2 separate regions of the Mus musculus genome follow, and region 2 is linked to region 1. A link is a contact called in public HiChIP or PLAC-seq data. All regions are on one chromosome and are shown on one strand. Each heading gives the region's core, a stretch centred on a gene start, on an enhancer-like site or on the middle of the called end of the contact. The rest is flanking DNA. Distances are from core to core; before and after follow the strand shown. Region 1 has its middle 31 kb from the start of Syt9. Region 2 has its middle 13 kb from the start of Cyb5r2.

What was found. HiChIP or PLAC-seq counts read pairs in DNA pulled down with a chosen protein or histone mark.
Region 2: an H3K27ac HiChIP or PLAC-seq map of embryonic stem cells shows a contact between it and region 1, with 17 read pairs. The contact joins two enhancer-like sites. A contact is called at or near these places in 2 of 39 promoter capture datasets (cranial neural crest and liver) and 4 of 115 datasets of contacts at active chromatin or transcription factors (all in embryonic stem cells).

The regions. Positions count from the first base shown.
Region 1 is chr7:107,337,581-107,341,450 of GRCm38.p6, reverse strand. No RefSeq gene overlaps it. Among named protein-coding and RNA genes, the nearest start is that of Syt9, 31 kb to the left of the region's middle. Within about 2 kb of position 1,605, at least 18 of the 459 cell types and tissues checked have an H3K27ac peak or open chromatin away from gene starts, as enhancers often do. A contact at or near this core is called in embryonic stem cells, where this site is marked.
Region 2 is chr7:107,768,975-107,772,844 of GRCm38.p6, reverse strand. No RefSeq gene overlaps it. Among named protein-coding and RNA genes, the nearest start is that of Cyb5r2, 13 kb to the right of the region's middle. Within about 2 kb of position 1,659, at least 8 of the 459 cell types and tissues checked have an H3K27ac peak or open chromatin away from gene starts, as enhancers often do. A contact at or near this core is called in embryonic stem cells, where this site is marked.

The DNA.
Region 1 (3,870 bases), core at 356-2,855:
GAAGCTACTGTAGAACTGCCCAGACCATCCAGATAGCTAGAGGCAAGAAGCAGAGAGTCATAAATAGAACTCCAAATAGGTTGAAACTTGCTTTCATAAGATGATCATGAAGGGTTGAGATCCAGGGCAACCAAGCCATCTGGAAATGAGTTGGGGCACTGGGGTCCCTGTGGAATCTCACTAACATGTGGGATGGAGAACTTAGGTACAGAAACACTAACAGCTGATTAAGAGGTAAGGCTTGAATTAACTTTTTATTTTGGAGCCTTTTGATCAGTCCCACAAATGATGTAATCAAGTTTCTGTAGATAGATCTAAATCTGATGAACTAACAAGGATTCCAATATGACTTCTCAGCTTTTTGGCTAAGAACACGTGTAAAATAATAATCTATGTATTCACTCACTCCTCTATTAGTTTGCTTTTTATTGCTGTGCTAAAGGCCATGACTAAAAGAAACTTGAGGAGGAAACGGTTTATTTATTTGGTTTCTATGTCCACATCACAGTTTGTAATGCAGGAGCAAAGTTGGGACACTGAGCTCAAGTGCGACCTGAAGCAGAAGCCATGGAGGAACACTGCTTCCTGGCTTGGTGTTCAGTTTACTCGGCTTGCTTTTGTTTATGCACAAGGGCTACCTGCCCAGGGGCAGCACCATGCACCCTACGCTGAGTCCTCCCGCATCAACTGTAAATCAAGAAAATGCTCCCATAGACTTGCCTACAGGCAAATCTGGTGTGTTTGTTCGTTTGTTTGTTTTTCAGTTGAAGTTCCTTCTTCCCAGATGACCCTATTTATTTCAAGCTGAGAAAAACAAAGCAAAAGCAAAAAAGAAAACAAAACAAAACAAAAAAACCAACAACAAAGAACAAACCAAAAAACCCCCAAACAAACAAAACAATGACAAAATCCCCTAACCATCCCAAGCCCCTTATGCTGAGTGCCTCTGAAACACTTTGTAGATTAGATCTAGTGCAGGAGGTTTATAAAAGACCTCTGAGTCCGTCCTTGAACTCCTGATCTATTTTGGGAATAAACTCAAGAAGCCCTAAGGACACCAGAATCTGCCAAGGAAAGGTTGGATGTGAGACTCCATCATGCAAAGAAGTTGGAATGGCCCTTAGAAGGTATCCTGAAGTAAGACTTGGAGGCTGGACCCTGACTGTCCTTCACTGACCAGTGACTAAGGGCAGGCTGCAGTGGGGAAGAAACATAACTTCTCATACTAACAATTTCTGGTAAGGGACTTTGCCATGAACAACCTGCATTTTAGCCTTTCTGGAGTAAGAAAAATGAGGACCCTTTTCCTACATGGAGGATCTGGAGGATACGCCAGCATCTAACACCATCTTTCTCTCTAGAAGTCACCCTTCTCAAGCCTGTTCAGTTGCTTAGACTTTCTCATCTATTTTTTGTTATTTGTTTGCTTGTTTAAGTACCGAGTCTCACATAGACCACACTGGCTTTAAACTCCATGTAAGTGACACCATGTAAGAGAGGCTAGCTAGCTTTGCACCCCTGACCTTCCTGCCTCTACCCGCAGGGCTGGGATCACAGGAGTGTGCTACTGTGCTAGGTTTCCACCTATCCTTTAGCAGAGGTCAATGGGCTCACTGCAACAATGAGAGACTCCATCTTTTGCCTCCATCCCCTCGGTGGGGACAGGAGTGGCTCACTGTTTTCCTCCCTTTTTCAGGAATGTGGTGCTATTGTCTTGCAAAGAAAACCAATCACACCTTTTGTTCTCAGAGACTTCCTTCTGGTCTTGAGTACTTCCTCTAAACCAGTTCAAAAGGCAACTAGTCAAAGCCAAATGCAGTTCTAAGGGAAGAACTCCTCACATCCTGAGGCTATCCTGTCCTTTAATTAAGCCTTTAAGATTTATTTTATTTTATGTTCAAGAGTATTTATGTGTCTGTGCATGTGCACATATACGTGTGTGTCTGTGCACTACATTCATGCCTGGTGCTTGTAGAGGCCAGAAGAGAGCACTAGATCCCTTGGTGACAGTGAGACTCCAAGTGGGTGCTAGAAAATGGAATCCAGTTGTCATGGCAATAAAATACCTGATGGTCCCGCTGCTGCCCAGCTCTCAGAGCTTCCACTTTTTTTTTTAGATTTATTTATTATATGTAAGTATTATAAGTACACTGTGTAGCTGTCTTCAAACACACCCAAAAAGGGTGTCAGATCTCATTACGGTGGTTGTGAGCCACTATGTGGTTGTTGGGATTGGATTTGAAATCATGGAAGAGCAGTCAGTGCTCTTAACCGCTGAGTCATCATTCCAGGCCCAGAGCTTCTACTTTTGTAGACACATCAGATGTGTCATACATTCAGAATGTTCCAGATTCTATCAAGCTTCTCGTACTGCCGTGTCTTATTCCTATTGATCTGAAAGAGCAGCCAGTGCTCTTAACTACTGAGAGAATTCCCCAGCACAAGGGGCACTTTTTAGTTGCCAACATTTTGACACTACTAGTATCAGAATTTCAATACTTTAAATCTCCCCTCTCCTCATTCTCCACCTTTTATTTTTACTTCGTGTTTCCTTTATAATTTTGTTTAACTTTTGTTCTTAGGTCTGAGATTCTAGATTTCTGTCTTCTGCCTATTTCTAAATCAGTATAGTATTAAGTAGCCTAAACTGATAAGACTAGAGAGATGATCCACCTCATCCTAGAGTCAAAGAGCAACTTTGTTTATCCCACTTGAGAAGAAGCTTTCCGGATCCCTCCCCACATGGCTACTGACTCTAGCTATGCCTCATAAATTCTCACCCAAACCTTTTTAATAGCTTCCTAATGGGTTCCCTCACTCCATTTCCCCTCCCCCTCTCATTTCCCACACTGATGCTGGAGTGATCTGCTTAAAACCCATGTCTAAATCTTATTGCTTCTTCCTTAAAAGCCTTCAAGTTCCGATTGCCTTCTGGATAACGTTCAAAGTCTTTGTCATGGCATTAAAACACCTCATGGTCTGGCTGCTGCCCAGCCCTCAAAGCTCTGTCTTTCGCAGACACATCAGACGCTTCATAAATTCAGAATGTTCCAGATTTTATCATGCATCTTGTATCACTGTGTCTTATTCCTGTTGATCTGTTTGGAACATCCTTTCCTGTACAACTCAGAAAAGAGTTGTTTTTAGGCTTTTTTTTTTTTCTTCATAACATGGTTAACTTGACTTCTTCCTTCCTTCCTTCCTTCCTTCCTTCCTTCCTTCCTTCCTTCCTTCCTTCCTCCCCCCTTTCTTTCTTTCTTTCTTTCTTTCTTTCTTTCTTTCTTTCTTTCTTTCTTTCTTTCTTTCTTTCTTTCTTTCTTTCTTTCTTGTTTTTTGAGACAGGGTTTCTCTGTGTAGCCCTGGCTGTCGTGGAACTCACTCTGTAGACCAGGCTGGCCTGGAACTCAGAAACCGACTTATTGTTTAAGGAAAAGAATTGTACTGAAAAAGTAAAACGTAAAAACAAAATTCTAGGCCTTTAAGCCCAGGCTTGGGAATGTGGCCTTTGTGACTCAATGCTCCAAGGTATGCTAATCATAAAACAGATAGCGGCATCCCTCCACCCACCCACTTCCTGGGTTCAAGGAGTATTCATTCAAAGAAAGTCACCCTGACCCACCCTGACCATTGCTGGAACCCGCTATGCAAATGTGCTACTGTTAGGGGCTCTTAGGAACTATCTTGAGAAATAACCCTCACAATTACCAGGTATTCCTCGTGACTCTTGTGACTTTGCACTTCCTTGTGACTCTTGACTGGTATTTTTGGTATTTTCCAACAACGCCCTTCCCACCTCCTTGAGTTGTGGTTTCTTCCTTTAAATACCCCCCTGACCCAGCTACTCGGCCACAGTCCTCTACTGCTGCGTGG
Region 2 (3,870 bases), core at 410-2,909, 430 kb before region 1:
TTTACCTCTAAAGCACACTGAGGTATTGTATTCCCTTCACCACAGGGATAGTATGAAGAGAAGTAGGTGATGGCTTCACTTTTGAAGTAAGTATCTACTAGAAAACCTGGTATTTCTGCTCTCTCCCAACACTTCTGGGGGCAAGGAAAAGTCATCTGGTAGCTTGAAAAGGTCTTTTCCGGATAGACTGGCTGTGATGACTAAGAATCATCTTGCCAAGTGTGGTGTTGTTTGATCCCATCATTTGGAAGGAAGATGTAGGTGGTTCAGGCTAGACAAGGCTACACAGAGACCCCTATCTCAAAAAAAAAAAAAAAAAAAAGTTCTGTATCTGTAGAGAACATTCTAAGTCATTTAAAGAAAATTCTCTTAAGAAGTAAATGAATGTTCCTGTGTAAAAAGCTTTGTCTTGATGTTTAGAAACGCTGCTTCTGGTGTGAAATAAGAGGCATGTCCTCCATTTCTAATTTCAGGACTTCGGTTTTCCTCTTGCTTCTGCATTAGTATTGGCCATGTATAGAACAAGGACCAAGATGGACAGCTTCACAGACTCTGAGGATCTCATCTTACTTGGGAAAGTGAGGTCTAATCAATATACCCCACATTATTCATCTCTCCTCAGTCCTTACCACAATAATTAACATACAGATTAAGGAGCTAAGTTAGCAGATAAAATATATCACAATATTCAGTCTATACGTTATATATCAAGGTTGAAGACCCACAAACCCCAGAATCATTAGAAAAGCTTGCCTGGTCCTGTTTGCAATCAGGAAGCTCTGACATAAGTATTTCTGCCAAGTGTACAACCCCCTCAGTCTCCTAGATATACCGTACCATTTTGTCTTCAGTTTTGATTTTAATTTTTGTTTGTTTGTTTTAATTTTTATTACATTTGTTTACCTAGTTTGTGTTGCAGTAAATCTCTCCAACCTAATTATGCCCCAGCAATGAAAACACAACACAGTTTATATGAATACATGCTGTGTGCCTTGATTGGGCAGATGTATAGCTATACTACCATCTTCCGCATCTATGAGAACCCTTAGAACTTGCAGTTTCTCCAGGCCACGTGCTTCTGCTCTGCTTTTCTTCTTCTTCCTCTTCCTCTGTGTCCTCTCTCTTTTCCATTTTCTCCTTCTTCTCTCCCTCTCACCTTCTGCCCCACCTTCCCTTCTATCTACCCAATCCTCAGCTCTCCTTTATTTTACAAATTAAGGTGGGAAGCAGGTTTACAGGAAATCACCTGAGTGGTGACTCATTCCTTGTTCAAAGCCACTCACAGGAGAATGGAATTAACATCAAATATAATTAGCCCCAGAGCTATCCACCACGTTTGTGTTTCTGTGTGCATGCAGATGCATGCATATGAAAGAGAGAGAGAACAACACAGAGACAGAGTATAAGAGAGAAAAACGTGTGCCCTGGCATATATCACCATCAGAGAAAAACTTGTAGGATTCGATTCTCTTCTTTTACCATGCGGATCCCAGGGATTATACTCAGGTTACCTGGCCTGGTAGCCAACATCTTTCACCACTGAGCCATCTCACCCACCCTTGTTTTGGTTTTCTTGAAGCAGGGTCTTATTATGTAACATAGGCTGTCCTAAAACTCACTATGTGCTCCAACCTGGCCTTGTCTTGAAATTCTTCTGCCTCCACCTAATGAATGCTGGTATCACATGCATAAGCTACCATGCCTGGCTTACCACACCACTTAAGGGACAATCACCTAGATCCCAGGCTGAGGACAGACTAACATCCATATATTTCCACGTGCATTCATGCCCTTGTGAACATTTCAGCCTGTATCTCCATGGCAACAAGACGAAAAGAATGTGTTTGCTGAGTCATTGGTCTTCCTTCCCACCGTGTCCACCAAAGGAGCCCTAACCTTTCTCTCCACAGTTTTCAACAGAAATCTTGGAGACTTCTACCCTGAGGGAAGAACTTGTCTCTCGCCATGGTATAAGTGCACGTGATACTCTACAGACTCGTGTTCAGGGTGACTGCAGATTCTCATCTCCCCCTCCCTTCCTCCTCCAAGTCCAACGCCCCAGTATCATTCCAGCTCTTTAATAGACTTTCCACTATGCACTTTCAGCATTCCCTACCCTCCCCCACCCCCCATTCCCAGAGTACTGGCTAAGCAGATCCTGATGAAACAACAAATTCCTCCCTCTTACAAAGCCCCTTAACCATGCTCAGGCCATCCCCATATCTAAGTCTCAGGTCCCAATACCCATAAATGCATTTAACCTGGAACTCCCAATGGTCACAACTGTCAAGAGAATATTTCCCTATGTGCAACACACAACCATAATTGTCTTCTAAACTCCAGAGAAGAAACAGAAATCAAGGATTTGGAAGCTGGGATAAAGTAATACAAGGGGAGTGAGAGATTAAATGAGAAAGCTCTGTGGGACCAGCTGGGGTGGCGCAGAGGAAAGGGAGGCCAAAGCAGATGTTCTGTTGTAGAGGATGAGACAAGGGGAATTGCTTTGGAGGAATGAAGAGAGAGGTGAGAGTATGAAGTTTTTATACCTGCTTCCCTGGCAGGAGCTGCCAATGTGTCTTCAGGGAACGCCTGCTGGAGTTGTGGGATGGGATAAAGCAAAGAGTTGGGGAGGAAGGTTAGGAGAGGAAGATCTGTGGGATCCACTAGAGATGAGGTGGGGGAAGATTGTTATAGGAATTCTGATGTAGAGATGGGGAATTGGACTTGGAGAAATGGAGCGAGATGTGAGGATCTGCAGTTAGCCTAACAGTTTCTCTGGCAGGAGTAGCCAGTGTTGGCAAGGAGTGCCTACTGGAGTTGGGTATTTGGATAAAGCAATGCATGGGGGGAGAGTGGTTAGGAGGGAAGATCTGTGGGATACACTGGACATGGGGGCAGAAGGAGAAAGGAGGCTGCAGTAGGTGTCCCATTGTAGAGCTGGGAATGAGAATGGGGGATTTGATTTGGAGGAGCAGAGGGAGAGGTGAAGGTCTGAACTTAGCCTACCTGCTTTTCTGACTGGAGTTGACTTTGATTTTCATCTGATGGCTTTGTATCAGAGTTCTTAGGATCAGAGCCTGGGTGTTCTCAGCTTTAACAACCTAGGCTTAACTACCCACCTTCAACAGACCAATTGAAGAAACCATTAGTAATGAATGTGGCCACACCAGGAAGACAAACTGTGAGGCCCATCTTTGGTTCAGGCTCCTGACATGAGGCTAACATTAAAAAAGAAGACAAGAGGTATGTGTAACTAAAGCAGACTTGGTCAAGGTGTGGCACAGGCATGTCATTGTCTTAGTTCCAGTTTTTCCTGCAAGATGATCTGACAAGTTGTCAGAACCATCAGAACTATGTCTTTTTCCCAAGCTTTGTTCCTGAAAGGATGGTTACATAATGGTACCCAGAGACAGATGCTAAATGATGCTTTGGGGAAAAGGACCATAATTGAGTCATGTGGGTTGAGATTTCAGTGTTGTACAGCCTAGGCTTTGTTAAAAACAAGTTGGGGGTTTGACATGGTGAAAGAGACAGAAACAATAGGAAGTGTACACCCTTTCTTCTGTTTTTCTTCCTGTTACTGGATCACCTGCTCTGCTCTTTTCTAGCCAAATACTTACCTGAAGCCTTTTTAGGTTATTATTACAATAGATAAAAAGCACCACTTTATGAGCCCACAAACCATGGAAGGAAATGAATAAAACAGTTCAAGACCTGAGAATGGAAATAGGATCAATAAGGAACACAAACTTAGGAAAAAGCAGAAATGAAAAATTTAGGAATTTGAACAGGAAACACAGAGGCAGGCTTTGCCAACAGAATACAAGCAATGGAAGAGATGATCTCAGAAGAAGCAGATAGAAGAAAATC